Regions from separate parts of the Sus scrofa genome. Here region 2 is linked to region 1. A link is a contact called in public HiChIP or PLAC-seq data. All regions are on one chromosome and are shown on one strand. Each heading gives the region's core, a stretch centred on a gene start, on an enhancer-like site or on the middle of the called end of the contact. The rest is flanking DNA. Distances are from core to core; before and after follow the strand shown. Region 1 has its middle 30 kb from the start of RUBCNL. Region 2 overlaps LCP1 (plastin-2).

The links. HiChIP or PLAC-seq counts read pairs in DNA pulled down with a chosen protein or histone mark.
Region 2: an H3K27ac HiChIP or PLAC-seq map of alveolar macrophages shows a contact between it and region 1. The contact joins two enhancer-like sites. A contact is called at or near these places in 1 of 47 Hi-C or Micro-C datasets (blood) and 1 of 2 datasets of contacts at active chromatin or transcription factors (alveolar macrophages).

Annotation. Positions count from the first base shown.
Region 1 is chr11:20,963,745-20,966,733 of Sscrofa11.1, reverse strand. No RefSeq gene overlaps it. Among named protein-coding and RNA genes, the nearest start is that of RUBCNL, 30 kb to the left of the region's middle. Within about 2 kb of position 1,498, at least 36 of the 83 cell types and tissues checked have an H3K27ac peak or open chromatin away from gene starts, as enhancers often do. A contact at or near this core is called in alveolar macrophages, where this site is marked.
Region 2 is chr11:21,170,874-21,173,862 of Sscrofa11.1, reverse strand. The region is part of intron 3 of LCP1 (plastin-2); the gene reads right to left. Among named protein-coding and RNA genes, the nearest start is that of LCP1, 46 kb to the right of the region's middle. Within about 2 kb of position 1,397, at least 13 of the 83 cell types and tissues checked have an H3K27ac peak or open chromatin away from gene starts, as enhancers often do. A contact at or near this core is called in alveolar macrophages, where this site is marked.

The DNA of each region.
Region 1 (2,989 bases), core at 249-2,748:
AAAAAAAAAAAAAGACCAGTGTCTCGATAATTACTTTTGTATTTCCTGGCTGCTATGATACCAGAAAGGGGGATAGATTAGTGTATTGGGGGGATATTTAATCATTTTTATCATGTGTAAGTGACTGCTTTTATAAAATAGGGAAGTAAGGAAAGACGAAAGTTTCAAGAACCAGCTCCCAATTAACCCAACAGCCCTTCCTGTGCCCCTTAAAGCTGCAGAGGTAAGGAGTTGAGGCCCAGGTGCCTGGGTAGTCATTTGGCTTTGCACCCATCACTGCAACAAACTGGTGCAAAGGGTGGGACCTGGCTGGGCCTCATTCTCCTTAGATGCTGTGTAGACACATATCTCTGGCTTGACCCCAAGCCCTATCCTCACCCGTTTAGGAAAGAAGAGCAACTTTCTCAGTCCTCATCTGTCCTGCAGCTGCTCCCATCAAGGGCTTAAAGAAATGGCAAGTGGCCAGGCTTTCAAAGGCCGCCTTGCTTACCAGACAATTGAGTAACTTTTACGAGATCTGCTGCCAACTTCTCAGTTTGCCCGATAGTGACCCAAATATGTTATGACATATGCTTATTTAATAAGTCACTCCATGTGGTTTGAATTTAAAAGAAATATACCAGACTGTGGATGTGCAGTTTTACCAGGACGCTGTAGTGCAACACCAGCCCAAGTTTCTGTCTAAACACCCAAATCACAGTTGTTAATCCCTGGAGGGGTCACATGCCTAGGAAATGACAGGCGCCTGTTTTGAGATTCTCCTTTTTTACTAAACTCAAGGTTGTCATGGGTAACAGTCAAATTTGCTGACTACTCCACTTAAATTTTTTTTTTTTTTTTTTTTTTTTTTTTTTTTTTGCTGCACCCACAGCATGGGGAAGTTGCTAGGCCACTGATCGACCCTGTACCACAGCTGTAACCAGAGCCACAGGAGTGACAATACTGGATCCTTAACCCTCTGAGCTACTAGGAAACACCCACACTTAATTTTTTTTTTTTTTTTAGGAAACTTTCTGCCAAGTTTCACTTTCAAATTGTGTCTTAATGGTAGATGTTCTTAAGCCCCTTAGTTCAAAGATCTCCTATGAATCTATTTGCTGACTTCTTCCAAATAAGGATCTAATCCCTTGCTCAGAGAGAGAGACATTCTGTACACTTATAGGTAAGAAAGTAAACGCTGTCTGATGGAACCATTGTCTAAGGACCAGGCAAATCCCACTCGACTAGGGGAATGTAGGTATGAAGAGAAAGGAGAAATACCACTGCATCCAACAGTGAAAAGGAGAATCCAGGAGCTCAGTGAGATGTGATTGCTATTAGCTCTTTGGGGATACAGAAGCCAGAGGGCCAGAAGGCACTGTCAGTTCTCTGATCTATCAAGGGGCATTTGCATCATAAATCGGTATTAAAGGAGACAGAGGTCAGAGGGACAGAACCATTTAGGAGGAAATAACAGTGATCGAAGCCAAGCAACGCCCCAAGACCCAGCTTCCCTTTGGGGGAGTCTGTTTAAAGAACAGCTTCCTCTGAGAAGTAAATAGGCAGGGCTTCCTTTTTCTGTATTAATAAGAGTCTTCGCCAGCTCTTTAAAGAGTTTCCTACCTTGAGCCTCCGAACCTCAGAACTGTGACATGTGGAAAGCACAGAAGGGCTTACTCTTATGTGGAGCAATAGCCCTGAAACTAGTTTTTAACTGCGAAATCAAAAGAGAGAGACACACACACATAAAAAGAGGAACGAGCAGGTTCTGTGGCTATATATAGCATAGCAAGTGAAATAAGCTTTACTTTAACGAAATCATCTGTCAAAAGATCATAGCTAGTAAAAAGAAACATTTTTAATGGTGTAGGGAATTGCACCACTGTAAACAGTCCAATCCGGAAAATGGAAATAATCCTTCAATAATAACTAAAATTGGGAGTTCCCATTGTGGAAACAAATCCAACTGGTATCCACGAAGATACAGGTTTGATCCCTGGCCTCGATCAGTGGGTCAGGGATTCGGCGTTGCCACGAGCTGTGGTGCAGGTTGCAGACGAGGCTCGGATCCCGAGTTGCTGTGGCTGTGGTGTAGGCCGGCAGCTACAGCTCCAATTAGACCCCTAGCCTGGGAACTCCCATGTGCTGCGGGTGCAGCCTAAAAAACACATACTCACACAAAAAGCTAAAGTCAACTGAATATTTGGCTTGTGTACCAGAATTCATTGAACTCTCTCAACACACACAACTCTTCGTTTATTTTCTACATGAGGAAGTGAAGGGAGAGAGGACTCAGTTGCCAAGGGCCCTAAGCAGGTAAGTGGCAGAGCACGGATCTAAAGGCAGCCTCAGTGACTCTCCAGCCCTCCATCCTGTTCCTGATACTCTGCAGATCCTCTGGGAGTGTGGTTGATGGTTTTGCTCATTTGTTTTCATCAGTGGCTTTGTTTTGATTATTTTATTTTAGTTCGGGACTGGGGTAGGGGTGGGGATGCCTGGTCAGTGAGAGTTGCCTGTCGAATCTAAATAATATTTAACATTCACTGAAGTGTTGTGTACACGTGGTGCACAGAAAGCTGAAATGTCCAGTTCAGGAGCAGGGCTCCCTGCCAAGGGGAGACACTGCACGACGTCATGAACGGAGCGCAGAACTGGGAATAAGGCGGCACGGTCTGGTCCTGGCTCCATTACTCATAAGCCACGTGATTTAGGGCAAGCATAACCTCTAGGTCCATGGTGTGTTTTTCTGTTTTGGTTTTTTTTAAAATGGCTTCACCCCCAGCATATGGAAGTTCTCCAGGCCAGAGATTGAATCTGAGCCACAGATGAGTCAACCTCAGGTCCTTTAACCCACTGTGCTGGGCCAGGGATCAAAGATGCAAGCACCTGAGCCACTGCAGTCAGGTTCTTAACCCGCTGTGCCACAGCAGGAACTCCCACGGCTTTTTTTTTTTTTTTTTTTTTTATCAGTGCCTTGAGTTCTGTCTTCCTCACATACTCACTAGAGGAC
Region 2 (2,989 bases), core at 148-2,647, 210 kb before region 1:
GTTTGGCAGGGCTGGCCGGGCCGGGGGGGGGGGGGGGGCGGGGGGGGAGCTCCGGGAGAGTCACGTGGTTCCTTTCCTCTCGAGCTCCTGCTTCCAGACCTTGCCCCTCGCTTTCTTCAGCCACGATGCTCAGATGCTCACGGCGTTCACTGCCCTCATACGAACGGCCCTCAGCCTTCGCGAACAACGACACGGTTCTGCGAAGAAGCCACCCGGGTTGCTCTGTACGGACCCAGCTTCCTCCGGACGCCACCGTCCGACAGAATGGCCCTGCTGCGTGAGGAGGGGACCGGACACGTTCGAAAATGGGAAAACGGGGCTCGGAAAAGTGAGGTTGTTCCCCAAAGTCTCAGAGTGACTCATCAGAAAAGAGAAGTCCAGCCTCCGGAATCTTCGTTTGGTCTAACCAAGGTATGGGAAACACACAAATCAATTCACAGTCAAAGCTTTTTTAAAGATTAAAAAACCCCACAAAACCCCTGGAGATGCTCCGTCCGTGAAATGTACTTTCCGTCTCTGACAGGTGGCTGGAGAGGAGACTAACTAAGGGGAGGCGTTTCTTCGTGTTTCAGGAACAGCACGGGCTTGGTTGTAGCTTCACCTGTGTCAGAACACGACCCACTTTTCTCCCGGTCCAAGTGGGTGTGAAGGCATTGCAGCGTCCACAGACTGCATCGCAATGCTAACGATCTGCTTTTCCCTTATGAAATTAAGCTCGCTAAATACATAAAAAAGGATGAACTAGGAAGCCACAAGAGACAGTGGAAGGATGCTGGGTTTTCTGATGCAATGGCTTCTTGCTGTGTGCTTGAGTCCATGTTACTTAAGTGTCTGAGCCTTGGTTTCTTCATATGTAAAACAGGATTATTATCGATGCAGACACAGGGCTCACTCCACAGCACTGTGTTAGAATGAAATTAGATAAAGTGTCTAAATTGTATACAGCAGTGCTTGGTGAAGGAAGGAGGGAGAGAAGGAAGGGAGGAAGGAAAGAAGGGAAGGAAGGAAGGAAGAAAGGGGTGAGGGAGAGAGGGAAGGAAGACAGAAGAAAATAAAAAAGAATGAGAACTTTTACAAAATTACCTTGGGGAACAAACCCAATTTCCACTCTAAATTGTATGAAATATAGAGTCACCGCCTAAAATTCACACTTAATTAGATGCATGATACATGTGTGGGTGGGTGTAGGCCTAGTTTTCACACCGTTGCTTTATCTTCAGATGGTCTTAGCTTGGCTTGTTCTGGCTCCTCTACCACTTTTCTCCTCAGAGTCTTTGAAGTCAGTTTCAAAAGGTCCTGCGGAATTGGGAGATGACACCAACTACAGAAGCCACCAGCACTGGTATTGGCTGGTCTCATGTTGGGCGGTGAAGGGGCTCCGGGCTTAGCCTTGCCTGAAATACTTATTGTGGAAAGTACCTTCTAACAGTTGAGGAAGTGTGGCCAGAGTGGGAAGATGTACAGCAATGTTGAGAAAAAACCTGACCGCATCCACTGTGAGTCATGAAAAGAGAAGAGATCTTGGGGGACCTCTGACAAAGACCATTGGGCTACATCTGCTCAGTCTGAGGCACACATGCCAGAGCTGGGGGACCAATTCTGTTAGTGGCTTCTCTACTCTGTCATCCATGCCCTAATTCTCCAGGCATTTTCTCTATTGTACTTTGAGCTGAAAAAACACTTAGGCAACATACAGAGGATATCTGTAGACTAGCAATGACAAGAGAAACTTCTTTTCATTCTCAATAATGTGACCTCATTTCCTCTGGGTTCTTGGGGTGGTTCTTTCAGAATTTCTAACGACACGAATGCTCGCAAAAAACAAAATGCACAGTTACAGATAAATTGAGGCAGAAATTTGTATCACTTTGATGGACTGTTTTGGTGGCAGCCACAGTGTGGTGGACAAATATTTATGAACACCAATTGAATAACAGGATATGCTATAACCTTTCTTTTGCAAAATTTTAAATAATGAAATAGCCTAATCCCTTCATAAATCTCATTTTAAGGACTCTGTATCATGAAATCCTCAAGCATGTATTTGTTTTTCACATACGTTTGGTATGCCAGCAGACCCAACGAAAGTAGAGGTGGGATCTCTGCCTATTGGAAAATTATGGATAATCGTTCAATATCCAATCACTGAAAGGCATATTTAGACTTATGGGAAAGGAGCTAGTGGAGCATGTTAAAAACACAATGCGATTTCAACAGGCACGGTCTGCATCTTTAAGAAAGTGTGGAGACTAAAATGGAGAAGAAGTAAAGTGTGAATCTGAGCTCTGATGGGCTCTGTGACCTTGGACTTGGTGTCCCGGAACCTCAGTTTGGTCATCTGTTATAAGAAGGTGATGACCTCAACCTCACACAGCTTTTGTGCAGAAATATAAAAGCGAATATATGTCAGGGGCTCAGCACGACGCTTAGCGAAGAGCGAGGGCTCAGTAAGTCAGCAGCGATGGTGAGATGGTGAGTGGAGCCGAGTGAAAGACACACACAGACTGAGGAAATGGGAAGCGGGAGAGGAAATGGACCCAAGAGCAGCCCCAGGGAGTAGACAGCACTTTCCCCTACTTGGTGGATGAGGAAACCGAGCTTCAGGAGGCCTAAGAGACTTGCGCAGGCTCCACATTTAGCAAAAGGCTCCAGAAGGAACCAAATTTGCCTCCCAATTTGTTCTCCTGTCTTTATACCACATGTGTTTATCTCATGCACAGAAACTGCAGCCACCAAGACTTGCCAGCTTTAAAAAGCTGATGTTATAGGCGCTATTTACTGCATTCTACTTAAACACATTATATGCAATCCCCAGACAGGTAAAGGGTCCCGACTGTCCTCCTTTGTGGTCACAGGAAAGCAATGGAGAATCGGGAATATTGTGATGGAAAAATCTCAACTTGAAAGACAAAAAAGGAAAAGAGGGAAAGGAAAAATCTGAAAAAGGTCCTTAAAGGTGCCCAGGATATTGCACCTTTCCAAAGGGAAA